6 separate regions of the Mus musculus genome follow, and regions 1, 2, 3, 4 and 5 are each linked to region 6. Evidence: chromatin contacts called from public Hi-C, HiChIP or PLAC-seq and Micro-C data. All regions are on one chromosome and are shown on one strand. The core of a region is the stretch at or near the end of the contact, and the rest is flanking DNA. Distances in the headings are between cores, read along the strand shown. Region 1 has its middle 63 kb from the start of Trmt9b. Region 2 overlaps Gm38414 (predicted gene, 38414). Region 3 holds the start of Tnks (tankyrase, TRF1-interacting ankyrin-related ADP-ribose polymerase). Region 4 holds the start of Trmt9b (tRNA methyltransferase 9B). Region 5 has its middle 6.0 kb from the start of Gm35520. Region 6 holds the start of Mfhas1 (malignant fibrous histiocytoma amplified sequence 1).

What was found. A called contact is a pair of places that touch in the nucleus more often than the background predicts. HiChIP or PLAC-seq counts read pairs in DNA pulled down with a chosen protein or histone mark.
Region 1: a contact with region 6 is called in a Hi-C map of cerebellum, with 2.0 times the contacts expected there. The contact joins the enhancer-like site here to the promoter of Mfhas1 in region 6. A contact is called at or near these places in 1 of 39 promoter capture datasets (cranial neural crest), 1 of 484 Hi-C or Micro-C datasets (cerebellum), 3 of 115 datasets of contacts at active chromatin or transcription factors (astrocytes, embryonic stem cells and forebrain) and 1 of 9 other capture datasets (embryonic stem cells).
Region 2: a contact with region 6 is called in an H3K4me3 HiChIP or PLAC-seq map of bone marrow-derived macrophages, with 8 times the contacts expected there. The contact joins the enhancer-like site here to the promoter of Mfhas1 in region 6. A contact is called at or near these places in 4 of 39 promoter capture datasets (the 3T3-L1 cell line, embryonic stem cells, hippocampal neurons and 1 more), 2 of 484 Hi-C or Micro-C datasets (the HL-1 cell line and embryonic stem cells), 4 of 115 datasets of contacts at active chromatin or transcription factors (astrocytes, bone marrow-derived macrophages, craniofacial prominence and 1 more) and 2 of 9 other capture datasets (embryonic stem cells and liver).
Region 3: a Hi-C map of CD8 T cells shows a contact between it and region 6, with 2.1 times the contacts expected there. The contact joins the promoter of Tnks here to the promoter of Mfhas1 in region 6. A contact is called at or near these places in 1 of 39 promoter capture datasets (the 3T3-L1 cell line), 3 of 484 Hi-C or Micro-C datasets (CD4 T cells, CD8 T cells and double positive thymocytes), 2 of 115 datasets of contacts at active chromatin or transcription factors (astrocytes and large pre-B cells) and 1 of 9 other capture datasets (adipose tissue).
Region 4: a contact with region 6 is called in a Micro-C map of embryonic stem cells, with 5 times the contacts expected there. The contact joins the promoter of Trmt9b here to the promoter of Mfhas1 in region 6. A contact is called at or near these places in 2 of 39 promoter capture datasets (liver and stem cell-derived epiblast-like cells), 1 of 484 Hi-C or Micro-C datasets (embryonic stem cells) and 1 of 115 datasets of contacts at active chromatin or transcription factors (astrocytes).
Region 5: a contact with region 6 is called in an H3K27ac HiChIP or PLAC-seq map of T-cell acute lymphoblastic leukemia, with 4 times the contacts expected there. The contact joins the enhancer-like site here to the promoter of Mfhas1 in region 6. A contact is called at or near these places in 5 of 39 promoter capture datasets (the 3T3-L1 cell line, embryonic stem cells, hippocampal neurons and 2 more), 10 of 484 Hi-C or Micro-C datasets (CD4 T cells, the MNK3 cell line, cerebellar granule neurons and 6 more), 9 of 115 datasets of contacts at active chromatin or transcription factors (T-cell acute lymphoblastic leukemia, astrocytes, bone marrow-derived macrophages and 6 more) and 3 of 9 other capture datasets (adipose tissue, embryonic stem cells and liver).

What each region holds. Positions count from the first base shown.
Region 1 is chr8:36,519,454-36,522,153 of GRCm38.p6, reverse strand. No RefSeq gene overlaps it. Among named protein-coding and RNA genes, the nearest start is that of Trmt9b, 63 kb to the right of the region's middle. Within about 2 kb of position 1,328, at least 7 of the 459 cell types and tissues checked have an H3K27ac peak or open chromatin away from gene starts, as enhancers often do. A contact at or near this core is called in cerebellum, where this site is marked.
Region 2 is chr8:36,157,931-36,160,630 of GRCm38.p6, reverse strand. Gm38414 (predicted gene, 38414) reads right to left here. Exons shown (of 4, transcript NR_151736.1): 3 at 785-884; 4 at 1-700. Among named protein-coding and RNA genes, the nearest start is that of Gm38414, 3.3 kb to the right of the region's middle. Within about 2 kb of position 1,255, at least 91 of the 459 cell types and tissues checked have an H3K27ac peak or open chromatin away from gene starts, as enhancers often do. A contact at or near this core is called in astrocytes, bone marrow-derived macrophages and liver, where this site is marked.
Region 3 is chr8:34,964,299-34,966,998 of GRCm38.p6, reverse strand. Tnks (tankyrase, TRF1-interacting ankyrin-related ADP-ribose polymerase) reads left to right here and starts at 1,309. Exons shown (of 27, transcript NM_175091.3): 1 at 1,309-1,985. The coding sequence starts at 1,334.
Region 4 is chr8:36,456,676-36,459,375 of GRCm38.p6, reverse strand. It overlaps Trmt9b (tRNA methyltransferase 9B), which reads right to left and starts at 1,290. Exons shown (of 5, transcript NM_176952.5): 1 at 993-1,290.
Region 5 is chr8:36,181,092-36,183,791 of GRCm38.p6, reverse strand. No RefSeq gene overlaps it. Among named protein-coding and RNA genes, the nearest start is that of Gm35520, 6.0 kb to the left of the region's middle. Within about 2 kb of position 1,376, at least 59 of the 459 cell types and tissues checked have an H3K27ac peak or open chromatin away from gene starts, as enhancers often do. A contact at or near this core is called in the MNK3 cell line, T-cell acute lymphoblastic leukemia, memory CD8 T cells and 2 more, where this site is marked.
Region 6 is chr8:35,586,385-35,589,084 of GRCm38.p6, reverse strand. It overlaps Mfhas1 (malignant fibrous histiocytoma amplified sequence 1), which reads right to left and starts at 1,296. Exons shown (of 3, transcript NM_001081279.2): 1 at 1-1,296. The coding sequence starts at 712. Gm16793 (predicted gene, 16793) reads left to right here and starts at 65. Exons shown (of 3, transcript NR_040376.1): 1 at 65-247.

The DNA of each region.
Region 1 (2,700 bases), core at 79-2,578, 930 kb before region 6:
TTCTCCTTCTTTTCTTCTTCTTCTTCTTTTTCAAATTTAAATTGTTAACCTTACGATATGAGTGTTTTGTCTACATGCACATATGTGCACCCCATAGGTGCCAGGTACCTGAAGAGGGTGTGGGATACTCTAGAACCAGAGTTACACACGATTATGAGCCACCATGTGGATGCTGATAATCAAACTAAGGTTCTCTGGAAGAGTAATTGGTGCTCTTAACCTTTGTACCAACTCTCCAGCCCCATATCTTGCTGGCTTTTAATTGGTCAAGACTGAGAACTAAATTTGACTCTCGTTAAGTCCTCAAAGGTTTCTAAAAAGCCCCTTGCCTATATAGAATGTTCATAAGTTGTTCAACAAACATGTAAAGAAGGGGAGTTTTTATTTTTATTTTTTATTTGGGCAGTTCTGCAACTTATTCCACATCCATCCATCCGGTTAGTTCTCATCCACATTGACCGTCTGGAGATTTTTGAATATGGTAACAGGCACATAAATTGAGCTTCTCTTGGTGATTATGTTTTCTGGACAAAGTTATTCAGATGTGATACAGGACATTTCTTATTCCCTTGGCCCAGATGGCTTTATTGAGCCTGGTGTCAATGCGCACATCTGTAGTCCCCATTTCCTTCAGGGTAAAATTTTGAATTTAGTGCTCGAGGAGCTCACTTCATTCTTTTAAAAAGTATTTATTTATTATATGTGACTACACTGTAGCTGTCTTCAGACACCGGAGAAGAGGGGGTCAGATCTCATTATGGGTGGTTGTGGATGGTGGCTGCTGGTATTTGAACTCAGGACCTTCCCTCACCAATGACAGAATGGCCCTTCTTCTTGACACCCTTCTTTGTGGGAGCCATTCTGGCCGGCCCAATCTGGAAAGGAAGGGCGCAAGGGATTGTGGGATGAAAAAATCTCGTAGCCATACAACTTCGGGGTCAGGAGGAGGCCAGAAATGAAGTTTTTAAGTCAGCCCGTTCATCAATAAGGAACTGAATTCTGTCCACTCTGCTTTATGTCTCTCTCTCTCTCTCTTTTAAGACTTATTTATTCATTATATGTAAGTACACTGTAGCTGACTTCAGACACTCCAGAAGAGGGAGTCAGATCTCGATACCGATGGTTGTGAGCCACCATGTGGTTGCTGGGATTTGAACTCTGGACCTTTGGAAGAGCAGTCAGGTGCTCTTACCCACTGAGCCATCTCACCAGCCCTGCTTTATGTCTCTTCCTTGATGCAGCTACGTTTGAGCCCTGTGATGGCTGTGACACAGCACCAGGGCTCTCCCTCAAGCTCCTCCCTCTGAGGTTGCAGATGTACGGGGCGGGGGTGGGGGGGGGGTGAGGGGAAGGACCATTCTCCACCACCTCTGCCAGCACGCTGCGCTGCTCTTGTGGAGGGCAAGTTGCTTGGATTCCCAGTTTTAGTGTCGGCTTTCACTGCCACTTGGACTTGCCGTGGAGCTCTGACATGTGACTACATTGCTTATGGTGAGAAACTCATCTGCATCTGGGGGTTCTGGCCTTAGGCAGCGCGCCCCTTGTGTGCATCGGGTTGGAGGCAGCTGTCTCACATGTGGCCCTGAGCCCAGGTGGCCCGGCGTGCCATTTACAGGCAGTGGTTCTACTCTCATGCTAAGTGAGCCTTGCTTTAAGACTGCTCTGTGCAGCTTCTCAACCAGCTGTCCCTGACCAGAGCCACCGTGACAGGAGGGGCCACCCCAGATCAGGCTCCTTCTTCTCCTGGGATAGCATGTAGGGGCCTGCTCATGCCCCAACAGGATCCCTGCTAGGAAGGCTGTTCAAGCCTTCCTCTCTGCTGATGAACCCTTTGAGGACTAGCATCTCAATGGAGTATAAGCCTGATTTCTCAAGAGTGGAGAGTGGAGAACCACGCTGGAAAGTTGAAGCTAAAAGTTTCCATTTGAACTCTCAAGAAAACCGAGAAACCTGCCATACGCCAGCAAATAGGCAGTCTTGAAGCTCAATTAGTAATTAATACTTCAAAAACGGAACACAAAAAGAAAGACTTGATGGCTTCTAAAGACCAGAGCGACTGGTATGTTTTGACCAGGAAGACTTCTGCTGGATTACAGAGCGCCTGAAGTCTCCAGTCCTGAGTTCCTATTTCACTTTTCTTTTTGTCTCTCCAGCTGACATGGAGGGCCAAGCAACACTCCGATGATAGCCGCCCTTCCTGAGAGCACAGGCGAGGGGCTGCCAAGCAGCGGGATGCTAAGGTACCATCTGCTACTGGATGCATCTCCCTGCAGCTCTGTGGGAGCCACCGTGGTGCCAGGTGCAGATCCCTTTCATCTTTCTCCAAAGAGAACCACCTGTCAACCTGCAGATGGAGCAGGTCAAAGGTCGAACAATATAAATACTCCTCGCCACAGTGTCGCTTTGGGTGGTCTACTTACGTCTTTATTAGTCTTAAAATATGTCTTTTAAAAAGTAGATAATATTCTTTCTATCAACCCATAAAAGATACTGTATCATTAGATGGTTAACCCCAGCTTCTGGACAACCGGAACAGAATTCAAGTACAAACTAATTCAGTTTTGATGAAGTGTAACAAGCATTGTGTGGCCAAACTAAACAGCACCTGCCCTGACACATTGGGGGGAGGGAGGGAGAATAGCCCAGTTCTGTCTATTATTAAAGAGTACACAAACACATAAAGAATCAACTATGTATCAC
Region 2 (2,700 bases), core at 6-2,505, 570 kb before region 6:
TGCTCAGGAGTAGATGGCGAACACACAAACACAAAACTTGATTTTTTATTTGTTGTTTGTTTGTTTGTTCGTTCCATATTGCTTTGTTAGGGCACCTTTTATCTTAGTTGTCTTTTTCTTGCATATTATATCTTCTGATTCCGTGTTTTTGTGGATTTTGTTTGTATGTGTGTGTTTCTTGTGTTCTGTCAATGTTTTTCTTTCCTTCCATATTTCTGTCTGTCTGTCCTTATTCTGGTTTGTTTTCTAGAGAAAAACAAAGGGAGGGAGAGAGAGATGGGGGAGAGTCAGATGGTTCGGGAGATGGGGGAGGGAAAACCATAATCAGATTACATGGTAGGAATTTTCAATTAAAGATAATAATAAAAGAAAATATGTCACATAAATGCATAGAAATCATAATCATTTTGCCAAATCCAGATACCCATAAACTGTGGGATGGGCAAATGTATTTTGCACTAAGAATACTGAGGTCATGTGGTACCCCACTGAAAGTGTCTGAGGGGTGTCAAAAGGGATTTCAGAAAACTTGCCAAGATTATTACAGCTCTTAATAACTAAACAAAGCCACAGTCTTTATCAACCAAAATAGCCACAACTGCTAAGGCCTCAGAGAACATCAGACAGTCATCTCATTGTGATGCGTGACTGGCAAGACGATCTCCAGGCAAGACATGACGACCTCCAGGGTTGGCATGTTCTACAAACATGAATGAAAATACATTTCCTTAGGAGTCTTCTGGATGCACGAAGTGGTTAAACAGTTAAGATTTGGATATTTTACCTCACGAGTGGTGTCTGTTGTTACTGTTGTTTGTAGTTCAATTCCTAGAACTGACCTAAAAGCTTGATTGTAGAGGCAGGTATCCATTATCCCATTCCTCCTATAACAAGAAGGGAGGTGCAGACAAGAGAATCATCTAGAAGCGTGTGAACTACCAGCTAGTCGGGTACTACCCTGCTCTGTGTCAGAAACAAGACCTTGCCGCAACAAAATGGGCAAGCAAGGGCTCTCCACAAATTGTCCTCTGATCTCCATGTGTGTACTCACCCTCTATCAAGATCTCAGAGTTTGCCAAGCACTGATGTTGCTAACTAGACTCCAGAGATGAGATTAAAGGCCTTCTCAGCCAGCAGGTTCTGCTCCGTTTTGGGAGTCTCCAGTTCTAGGTTCGTGCGTTTGTGCCTATGCACGCATGCTCTGGGGAAGCCGGCCTTCATTGTCTTTACTTCCTCTGACCTTTCTGGGGGATGGCAGCTGGGAAGAACTGGCAGCTGCAACCTTACCCTGCTTAGGCCTGCGAGAGAGTCCACCTCCGGATGCAGAGAAAATTGTCATTCTCAGCCAAAACAAACACTTTCCCATCTGGGAAGGCCACTGAGTGACAAGTGGCTTTTGATGTAGACATCACTGCCCCAGAGAGCTATTTATTTGGAAGCAAGAGGAGGAGGAGGAAGAAGCTTGAGTGCGGGGGAATTGAGCTATCATATCCGTACTTCTGGCAACAGGATCTTCAGGGCTCTGGGCTAAAGAGATTACTCTGGTCCCTTCAAAGTAGTTTCTGAAACCACTCTCTTCCTGTCATAGCTCTCACGTGGCTTTATGGGGGCCCCTGGAATGGTTTGTTTGGGTTTAGCTCGTTGTGACAGACAGGCCTGAAGACCAGAAATGGGAACGAAAGCAGTTAGTCTGAACTCCGCTGCCGACTGCAGTTTAAGGGCACGGGGAGTCCCAGGAAGCCAGAGAAAACCAAATTCCTTTTGTAAAAACGAACAGTGAGGGGCTCTGAAAGAAAGCACAAGTCACTGCCGAGAAATAAAAGTGTGTCTTTTAATGCAAATCCAAATCTGGGGAAACTCATACATGGGTTTTGTTTTCTTGAACTGGGAACGGTCATTTAAAATGACAATATTCCTTTAAAATGACAATATTTAAAGGTTTTGTCTCTGTCTGGTCCAGCATGTCTCTCAGCGTAAAGTTCTGCATTCTGAACTCACCCAGGTTTAGTGGCACCAGGATGGTTATATTTAGGAGAGTTGGGACAGTCTGAGCATAGCCAGGAGCATCCAGCAAGTTCAGCATAGTAATAACACTAAGATTTCCAGCGGAAAAAAATCTCATGGTGTAGATCACAAAGCAGACAGCTTAGACAGCACAAGGATATCTCTCTCTCTCTCTCTCTCTCTCTCTCTCTCTCTCCCCCCCCCCCTCTTTGTTCAGATAGCCTGTTTGGTGGGCAGCAAAATTGTGCATATCGTACATGCCGGGCAAAGAAACCACGTGGTCTCCCATCCTACTTGGAGTCGAACACAGAGAAGCCTGGGGGGGGGGGGGAGGGCAGAGCAGAGATGCTCAGGAAGCTGACTGTGGCATCGAGGCAGTTTGAATTCAGGCTTGCTGCCAAGGGTGTAAGGAAATATAGAAGCAGAGACTGATACAGGGGCTGGCAGGGCTGAGCTATCTCACCCAGCCCACAAGGCTATACAGGGTCTCAGAACAGGAAGAAGGTACAGTGGCAGAACAGGGGCTCCGGTGGAGGAGTCGGTCCAAGAGAGAACTTTGTTTCTTCAAGGTACCAGAGGGAAGGTCATCCGTGAAGTTAGTAGAATCATTAGAAAAACAAAACAAAACAAAACAAAACAAAACAAAACAAAACAAAACGAAAATGGTTCTAATAAAAGTAGCGTGTGAACTGGGCA
Region 3 (2,700 bases), core at 60-2,559, 620 kb after region 6:
TCTCTCATGTCATGTGGTCTGCTCAGTCTCCGAGATTCTCGTCTGGTGCTCCCCCTCCCCCACCCCGCTCCCCCATTGCTCATTCCTGTCCCTTCTTATTCTCTGTCTAGTTAGGTTTGCATACTCCCAATGCCAGTGAGTCTTGCATGCCTCTCAGAGCATCCTTAGTCAGATTTAACTCTGAAGAGACAAACCAAGCGGTGTGTCCTCCTGACCCACTAGCATAGTTGCGGCCATTTTGTTCCATGCTTGCCAGCTATTTCATATTGTTGCTGTAATATGCCTACCAGCCTTTGACATAGAAAAATAGTTTGACTCAGAGAAGGGTCATGCTGGTCACATCCCCTGTTATGTTCTGTATGTCCTGAGGTTTGTTAATCTTAAGGAATTCCACAAAGCTTTACATAGGGCCCATCAAATTAAAGGTCATTATGAACTGTTATGTCAAAAATGGCTTAAATCAGACCTGATCACCTGGCAGAACTTCCTGCACCTGAGAAAGATCTCATTGTCGTTTGTGTGTGTGTGTTTTCCTTTATAAGCTGACAGAAAAAGATAATGTAGTTCAGATAATTCTGAGCTATGTCCATGATCTAATCAGTATTAGGGTATAAATTCAATAATCCGACTCTCAGACCCCAACACTGAGCTATTGACAGTGTGTATGTGCATGGATTCCTTTCTCCGGTATTAAGTACAAATGCTCTTAGAGAATAAAGTTCCCTTATCCTTCCCTCCTGTCCCGTGTCAGAATGAGACGTAAGAGACAGTACAAAGAGACAGTAAGGTGGAGAGATATCTAACACTGCATTTAAAAATATTCCCAATGTGCTAATTATAATTATTCTTCAGAGCGTTTGTATGCATTAGCTCACTTCATTCCTGCAAACAACTTTGTGAGGTGGGTACTATTAATTCCATTTTCGGACGAGGACGTTTGGTAGATGTTTGCATAAGTTACACTTTAATAGCTTCTTCTGAAGGGAGACACCGCAGACTGACGGGTACCCGAGGGAAGACTGAAGCCGACCGAAGCAATCCCGCAGAAAGTGAAGGAAGGCAGAAGTTTCTCAGACAGGTAGTGGCTCACCACAACTTTCAAATCTGCCCAGCCAGCCCGCCAGGGCGTCACAAAAGCCCGTCGCTCCACTACTAAGCCACGCCCCCAGGCTGGTTGTTCTCTGAGCTTCCAATACTTCCCTTCTTCTCTCGGACTCCACCCACTTCGGCAGGAATCATTTCCGGGTATGTTGGATCCCGATTGGTCCAGAATCCGGAAGTGAGGGCGGGCGGTGGCGCCGTTGCCGCAGTGACAGTACGGGGGAGTGGGAAGATGGCGGCGTCGCGTCGCTCTCAGCATCATCACCACCATCATCAGCAACAGCTCCAGCCCGCCCCAGGGGCTTCGGCTCCGCCACCGCCACCTCCCCCGCCGCTCAGCCCGGGCTTGGCCCCGGGACCCACCCCTGCCTCGCCTACGGCCGGCGGCCTGGCGCCCTTCGCCTCCCCGCGGCACGGCCTGGCGCTGCCGGAGGGGGATGGCAGCCGGGACCCGCCCGACAGGCCGCGATCTCCCGACCCGGTGGACGGCGCCGTCTGCACCGTGGCTGCTCCGGCCGCGGTCCCGGCAGCTTCCGCCGCCGTCGGGGTCGCTCCCACCCCAGCCGGCGGCGGCGGCGGCGGCGGGAACAACTCCGCGTCGTCCGCTTCTTCCCCGACTTCGTCTTCGTCTTCCTCCCCGTCCTCCCCTGGCTCGAGCTTAGCGGAGAGTCCCGAGGCGGCCGGAGTTGGCTCCACGGCAACTTTGGGAGCCGGGGCGGCGGGCCTCGGCCCGGGGGTCCCAGCCGTGAGTGGGGCCCTGCGGGAGCTGCTCGAGGCCTGTCGGAATGGGGACGTGTCCCGGGTGAAGAGGTTGGTGGACGCCGCGAACGTGAATGCCAAGGACATGGCCGGCCGAAAGTCTTCTCCCCTGCACTTCGCAGCAGGTCTGTCTGGGACTTGAGAATTGTGGTTTACGGGGTTCGGAGCGGAGGGTGGGTGATTGGACCCAGGACAAAGAAGTTACAGGTTGTTAGCAGGACTTCACCCCGAGAGCTGAAGTTTTTAGTGCATGGGTGGTGGGGACTTGGAAGCGGGGACGAGGTGTGAATTCACCCCTCAGTGTTTGCAACCGTGGTACTTCAACTTATGCAAACTCTGTGTAGCGGTCAACCCTGGATGTGGGCATGCTTAAAACTTTTTCAGTTCAGAGTGTGCCTGCCTGGGACAAGTTGCATTTGAGTCGCTTTAGGGACAGCTTTGTCGTTCGTGAGACAGTTTTGTTTTTGTTTTTGTTTTCGGCACGGTTTTGTCCCCGGAGGACAGACAGTCCCGGGCCAAAAGAAGTGTACGGTAACTCAACAAGTGTTTTAAGAATCTCTCATATTCTTAAGATACACAACGCAAGACAATGGGGTTTGTGAAACGTCACGTTTTCTATGAAGTCGACTGTCTGTTTGGAGAGACTACAGCGGGCCAGTCGGAGACAGTAGTGATAAGGGTATTGTGTGCCTTATGATAAGGGGCAGAGAGAGACAGAGAGCGAGAGAGAGAGCGAGAGCGAGGGCGCAGCTTTGAGGTCCATTGTGTATTTACCTTGTCTCTCAGCTCATTTTCTTAGAGACAAAGATGAGAGGTTGTTTGAGCAAGGATCTAGGAAGA
Region 4 (2,700 bases), core at 41-2,540, 870 kb before region 6:
AACGGAGCCTATAGAGGGCCCTCTTTTCAGACGTGGCCATCAACAAAGCAGCAGTTCTTTGCAATGGTTTCCTTAGTGATTGGATGCTTTGCAACTTGTCACAGTCTCCTTTTAAATGCACCACACACAGCCAGCCAGTGGCTCCTGGACATTCCTCCCCAGAGATCTTTATCTCCAGAGACCCACCCCAAGTGTCCCTAGGTCACTGATGGATCACATCACCAGAGCTGTTTACACGGCTGTAGCAGGCTTCTTGATCTCTGAAAAATCCAACAACTTTCCCTTCACTAAATTTCAATACAAATTAATCACCCCCCCCCAGGAAGCAGAAAGAATAGATACCTTAACGGGCTATAGGAATAACAGTGCTTTTATCTGGGGGCTGGGGAGGGGGAGTGTTAAATGCCCTTTACTGGTGTATTAGGAATAACCTTAATTTCCAAGCTAGACGGATATAGTCTTTTCCTGCATGAAATTTCCTAGGTGCATTTTAAAGATTTCATGCACACCAACTAATACATAAAGAAAGGCCGGGCTCGGAGTTGTTTGCATCTTTGTCTCTTTTTATATGTTATTTCTGACAAAGAGCTCAAGTTAATTCTAACAGGCGCACACAGGAGGCACGTATCATTGTATAGATCCCACCATCCTGTTTTGACTTTCCTTCCAATAAACTGTATTTTCATTCTCAGCTTTGGAAACTTTCAGGCTGCTGAGTTATCTTAGTTCCCGCCTCCTGCTGGGTAGAAAACCATTTCCCAAGTCACGGCTTTTAAAGGGAAAGATACACGTGCGACCAGAAACAAAAATACAACTTCACCTTTATACTTCTGAGCTTGTCGCCTTGGACTCCGAGAGCCTATTTATCCTCCCTGCCATCTGAAAAACGTCCTGCAAGGCATGCTGCTCTGCTTTGGTCACATCTCAAGTTTGCAGGGTAAACAGGTTCTCCCACCATTAACAAGGATGGCCGAGAAAGACCAGGAACTCACCCAGGCTTGCAGATTCCCGGGCGCTCTGGCAGTCCTTGGGGTGCACAGCCGCTGCAACTCGGGCAGCGGAGATTCGGGTCACCATAGAGCGGTGCAGACGAAGGTCAGCACCAGGTTTTGGGCGGTCTTTGCCCGGGATCCGGGCGGGAGGCTCGGCCGAGCTCTAGCTCGGAGCTCTTCAGTAGCGCAGCCCGGGCTATCCAGGATGCAACTTCCACGGGTCGGCCTAGGAGCGTGAGAATGAAAGGGAGAGGACTAGAGAGAGGGACAGGGGGCGGGGAAGGGTTTTTGGGAGTACGCGCGGGACGGAAGCGCGCGCCCGGGCTAGAGCGCGGCTCCGTAGAGAAGTTGGAATGCAGCCGCGAGGCCGCGCGCATTCAGGCTCCGGTGGGGACCTCCTGCCGAGCTGCACCGCTTGGGCGCCAGAGTGACAGCTGCGACTTCCCACGACCCCCACCCAGCGGAGTCCCCACCGCCTGGGCCCGCCCTCACCTCTCCCCAGGCTACAACCGCAAGCCCGCGGCGCCTCCGAGTCGGCTCGGCGCGGCGCGGGCGCGCGGCGTAGCCCAAGCCGTGTGGCTGCTCTGTCTGTCCCCTGCGATCGCCGCGCCCGGACGCGCCAGAGGCTGGGCTCAGGATGACCTTCCTGTCTCCCACCTCCAGTGTCTGGTGGGGTGAAGGGTCCTAAGTGGGAGAGACGCCACTGGGCGGGTACACCTGGCGGGCCTTAAGCGCAGCTCAGTACCTGTGGTGACACCACGTGACCCTGAGCCCAACTCTTCCCCTTTGATCCTGACCGCAACCTACTGTAAAGGAAAAATCCCTACCGGGTATCTGGGCACGTGGGCTGACTCAGGATTGGAGGAATCAAGTCCAGCCTGTCACCGCACAGGCACGCTTGCTCAATCTTTTGAATGTTTTGCTAAAACGAGCGGGTCAAAAGCCGCGTATATCACAACAGTGCAGGGTGGGATATAGAAGCGATCACCCAAAATGGATATAGATCATTGTTTTTGCAATAATAGTGTTAATTGCTTTCAGTGTCTTAGCTGGTAACCTTCAACCCCTATTCGTAAACAACACAGTTACAGGCAGGGTTCTTTGTACTTTTTTTTTTTTTTTTTAAATACATGTTCCCCGGAGTCGGAGCCCAATACATTCAGTAATGCTTTGCTGGCTTTTGGATAAGACCCTGATGTTGTTGAGTTTCTGTCCTGTTATAAGTGTTGGTAAGGACTCATCTTAAGGTCTCACAAAGACAATGTGCATTTAAAACGCCACAAGGAGGACTGCTGGAGATTAGTTTAATTCAGGGATAGTGTTCTAGTACTCAGGCTACTGGGGTGGCCCAGGGAGAACTTCTGTTTGGATTTCTATTGCAATGTCACAAATAACAAAATAACCATCTCCTAGTCCTCTGTAGAAACCTCTGCAGGTGCTGAGGCACACATGTGGTTTCTGATCGATCAATAAAGATGTTAGCGGCCAGTGGCCAAAGGAGACGGGACAGAACCCTTAGGGTTGTTGCACAGGCTAGGAAGTAGGGGAGAGGTGACAGAGGAGCGCCAGGACCCAAGGAAAAAGGATGGGACGCAGGAGTGGCAGGTGATAAAGCCAACCACATAAACACACACAGACACACACACACACATGGAGTAATAAATAAAATGTTAAAGAAATGAAAAAGGAAATAGTATGAAGATGTCAG
Region 5 (2,700 bases), core at 127-2,626, 590 kb before region 6:
TTCTCTCTCTCTCCCTCCCTCCCTCCCTCTCCCCCTCTTCCTCATTTCCCCCTCCCTCTTCCCCTTTCCTCCTCTCCCCCCCCCCACTTTAAACATTTTTCCTAACAATGTTACAACTCAAAAGCTATTTTCTTTTCAAAACGTTCTACCTGGACCTGGTGCCACAGAACTGTCATCACACATCTTGAGATCAAGAGGCAGGAAGGATCACAAGGTCAAGGCCTGCCTGGGCTACAGAGTGAACTCATATCAAACAAGACTGCCTCAAAATAAAAGATTAACATGGGTTTGGAGGTATAGATCGGTGGTAGAATATTTACTTGGCATGTGTAATGCCCTAGCTTCAAACTCTGGTACAAAATCATTTAAGTGACCAAGGCTGTATTTTTAATTTGCAATTTAGCTTCCAGATATTTGAAGATGAAGAAGCTCTAAATATCACCTAACATGTACAGGTCTAAATGTTCTCGTTTAACAGAAGAAATTATCTGACCAGGACTGAAGTGGCATTCCACGCTCAATATAAGATAGTTAGCTGTCTTTAACTAGAACCAAGTTCTCCAGAGGTGTCCCTGAGGCTGCAGGACCTCACTCTTGTATGGAGGTGGGGCTAAGCTAGGGAAGCATCATGGGAAGGGCAGGCTTTGTCCATCAATCAAGATGTGCAGAGCCCTGGACTCAGAGGTTCCTCTCCTACTCCAATGTGCCAGGATTCCTTCAAGTATATCGAGACTGTTAGACTGATTTTTCTCTGTTCCCCATATTTCTCAGGGACAGGGATGTCTCCATGGTTCTCTGTGTTACCATCAGTATACTCCCAACAACTCTGTCTTCACAGAATACATATCCAGTCACTGAGTCTGTGTCTCTCTCTCTCTCTCTCCCTCTCTCTCTCTCTCTCTCCCCCTCTCTCTCTCTCTCTCCCTCTCTCTGTCTTTCTCTGTAGACCTGGCTGACCTCGAACTCCCGGTGTAGATCAAGCCCACAGAGGTCAGCCTGCCTTTCACTGTAAAGGCATGCAACACCACACTGGGCTCTCACTTGGCTCTTCCTTAAATCAATCCAGCCAGCACTCATAGCCTCCCCTTCGCTGCCATCCTCCCAAACCACTGTACTTTCCCTTTAAATGGATTAGGCATAACTCCAATATCTACCACCTCTCTGTACAACACGCTACCGCCATGGTTCTGCTGGATCTTCCGCTCAGTGGCCTATGTCTTCCTTCTTACCTGGGAGGGAAGTTGGATTTAGAGGCTGATCAATCTCCAAGTAACCTGGGAACGAGACCACCCAAAGGAACCTATCAGCTAAGAGCGTCAAATTTCAACCTGTGGTTTTCAAGTCACACATACAGCAAACATTCTATTTTTGATACCCTTGTGGTTAGAACATTTCGCAGAATCTCTTCTACTTTCCCCTAGTCCCACCACAACCATGAGTAGCACAGAGAGAGCCACGCCTTGCCTTTTCTTCCAGGCAAGATCTTTCTTCGTTCAAACTAAGCTTGTCACCGAGGAGGAACAGCGCTGTGACAGGTTCTCAGGTGGGATTCTCACCATGCTCAGGTTCTAGGCATATGAAAAAGTTTGGGTCTCGCCTATGTTAGATCTGGTTGGCTATCTGTATGCACAGAGAACATGTTGGTCTGCCCAAGAAAGTCTTTATACACCTCTGGGGTGTTTTGAATGAAAATGGCACCCCGAGGCTCACAGGAAGCACCACTGTTAGGAAGTCTGGCCTTATGGGAGGAAGTGTATCACTTCGGATGGGCTTTGAGGTTTCATTTGCTCAAGTCAGACCCAGTGTCTTAGTTAGGGTTTTACTGCTGTGAACAGACAGCATGACCAAGGCAACTCTTATACAGAACAACATTCAACTGGGGCTGGCTTACAGGTTCAGAGGTTCAGTCCATCATCATCGAGGCAGGAACATGGCAGCATCCAGTCAGGCATGGTGGAGGAGATCTTCATCTGAAGGCTACTAGCAGAATACTGACTTCCAGGCAGCTAGGATGAGGGTGTTAAAGCCCACACCCACAGTGGCATACCTACTCCAACAAGGCCATACCTACTTCAACAGGGCCACACCCTCTAAGTGCCTCTCCCCAGGTCAAGCATATACAAACCATCCCAGAGCCCCCAATGAAATGTTTTCCTTTATAAAAGCTGCCACTGTCATGGTGTCTCTTCATACCCATAGAAAGCCTAACTAAGACAGCCTTTTGTGGCTTTTCTATAGGCAAGTTGCCTCAGTTTTCTGCCCATCTCCTACTTGTTCTACAAGAGTCTTCTAAGATCCATTTTGCTTCCGTCAGATCTTTGTTGCATCCAGAAGCTGTTTCCTAGTAAAAATAGGCTAACCGTGTCCAGGCTACAGAAAGAGAAAGAATGAGAAGGAAGACCAAAGCAGTCAAGTAATCCTAACAAGATGCTCTAGGTCTCACAGGACATGGGTATGGGGTCCGCTGATGACTGTTTGTGGTAGTCACTGAAGTTTCTCTCAAGGTAAGGATATTTAATATGCACCTTGTCTTGGAAAGAATCTTCCATCCAGGTATACTTCATTGACACATGTTTAAGCACTTTGAAAGCCCCGTTAAAAATCCATTAAAATTACTATTGACGTTGGTGTTCTTAATATAAGTTTGGCTGATGTCACTGGGCAGTGGTGGAACATGCCTTTAATCCCAGCACTTGGGAG
Region 6 (2,700 bases), core at 47-2,546:
GCGTGCCAAGCTCGGCCCCGCTAAGCCAGAGGATCTTGAGGGCACGCAGGGCACTGATATCCTCAGGTAGGCCTCGCAGCCGGTTGCTGGAGACGTCGAGCTCCTCCAGGGCAGCCAGCTGCAGCAGCTGCTGGGGAAAGGCGGTGAGCTGGTTGTGGTCCACGTCAAGGGTCCGAAGGTGGTTGAGGCAGGAGAAGGAATCTGGCAGATGCGCCAGCCGGTTGAAGCTGACATCCAGCTCCTCCAGGTGGGCGAGGGCACCCAGCTGGGCAGGCAGGGCTGGCAACTGGTTGTGGCTCAGGTTGAGTTTGCGCAGCTCCCTCAGGGCGCTCACCACCTCGGCTCCCAGGATGGTCAACCGGTTGTGGCTGACGTCCAGTTCGGTAAGGTGGTGGCCTAGCTCCGCCACCGCAGGGGGCAGCCGGGCAAAACGGTTCCTGCGCAAGACCAAGACGCGAAGGCTGCCCAGAGCTGACCCCAGACCTTCAGGCACATCCTCGAGGCCGTTGTTCCCCAGGTTCAGCACCTCAATGTCCCCGATGTTGGCCGGCAGCACCAGCTGGGGGGCGTCGGGGGACTCCAGTGGGTCGCCTCCGGCCCCTGGGCAGCTGAGCGTGAGCTGGCGCAGGTTGCTCCGCAGCTTCCTGGCTCTCAGGGCGGCGTCCCGCCACAGCCTCACCGTCTTCAGGTTGCCACTGTCCTGGCCAGCCATGGCGGGGCCCCGCGCCGACAACCCTCACGCCGGTACCGGAGCCCGCAGCTGCATGCCGCGCTGGACTCCGGCGGGCGCCCAGCCCCCGGGCCCTCTAGCTCCCGCTGCTCCCGGGCCACCACCCCTGCGCGGCCGGCGGCCGTGGGTCCTAGCGCAGCCGGTGGCGGGCGGCAGCGACGCAGGCAGGTTTGAGGGGCTCCGGGCAAGCGGCTCGGAGCTGGGCTGCGGCCGCGCAGCGCGGCTCGCATTCTCCGTGCTCCTGGGCCATGGGCGCGCCGGGCAGCAGGGCCGCCGCCCGCCGCGCCGCGGAGGATGCCTGCTCCTCCTCCAGCTCCGCCCGCCTCGCCGAGCCTCGGTAGCCGACTCCAGCCCCGCTACCCTCGCAGCGGCGGTCCGGAGGCCGGCGGCGTCACCTCCGCGAGCTGCAGGAGGAGGGCGGCGCTCGGCTCCGCGGCGGGCATGCTGCGGGCGCAGGGCCGGGGAGCCGGAGGTGAAGGCGTCTCCTTGTCTCCGTTTCCCCGCGGCTCGGGCGGGAGCGCGAGCGCCGCGTCCCCGGCGCTTGGAGAGCGCGATCGGGAAGCTACAGCGCCGCCCGGTGGAGCGGCCCCCACGTGACCGGCGGAGGCGCCGCTTGTTCCCGGCACCGCCCCTGGGGCGGGAGTTGCAAGTAAGCGCAGGCTTTGGGGTTTGGGGGGTCCAGCTACAGTGGGGCCGGCGACGTGGACTTCGCCCTGCGCCAGGCGCACCAGATGCGGTCCTCAAAGCTGATGTGGGACTCCGGGGTCTCCGGGTTGGTTTCTCCTGCATCAGGTTCTTTGTTGGTCCTGGCCTCTAAGGATTTCTTATTCATCCCTAAGCATAGGATTTAGCTGGCTTTCTTGCTCATCCTTCCCATGCGCCATACATCCACACCTCTATAGAGCCGGCAGAATTTAAGGACCTGGGTGTCCAAGGAGCTTAGAACAAGAGGGTAGTTATAAAAGGCAGATGGGGGAAAAGCAAAGAACCTTTTAATCCATTTGATAAGTTAGTTATTGGGGACTATTTGTACTAGGTCAACCGAAGCCTAGTTTTCAGCTCCCCTGGTTTGAGCCAGCACATCTCAGGCCTGTTGTGGGTGGCTGGGGGTTGGAGGCCATGCAAGATGTCTTAAGTCTGTACTATCCCATTTAGCGCCACAGCCGAATGCAACATGCTACATCTTGAATCCGACATTCCCCGTATTCTGTGGATTCAAAGAAATGACCGTATTATCAGACACATTTTCGCTATTGCAGGGTTCAGTGTGGGCTTGTTTCCATTGAGAGGAAGTTGGTTTGAGATCATATCTATACTCAAGTAATCTCCGAATTTATCAAAGCCGTGAAACCTGTCAAGACCGCAGAGATCACCTCTACCACTCCTTTCCAGTTGCTTAATCACTTTATCTGAGGAACACCGACAGGCAACAACTGGTTGAAAAGGACAGTCACTTTCATCGAGGGTGTGGTCACTGATAGCTTGCCAAAGCTCCAGCAGTTGGCTCCATACCACGATAATAAGGGCAACACAAATTAGACTCAATTTGCAAGCAAACAAGCTATCCTTCCATTGTAACTGTCTTCAGAAAACTCTTCTCCATTTGTCATTAGATAATCGATCATTTTGTTTATCTGCTTAAGAGAGCTGAGTAGTGCCTGGGACCTGTCAGCTTTTAGGCATGCCCCTTATCACCCCGGCTATAAAGGAGGTGAGTTTGCCTGCAAGGAACAATCCTCTACTTGCAAAGTCCTGAAAGATCCCTATGGCTAGAGTGATTTTTTTCCTCAGTTCTAGAGTTTGAACCCAGGGTTTCCAGCATGTGAGGCAAGAGGCAAGGTGACTTCTGGGAGCAAAGTTCATACTGAGCAAGCTTGGGAAAAGCCTGTACAAGAGCCCCTGAAGCTACGCATGTTCCTGCAGGCCTGTCACTGCAGCACCTGAGGGACTGAATGAAGCAAGAGGGTTTA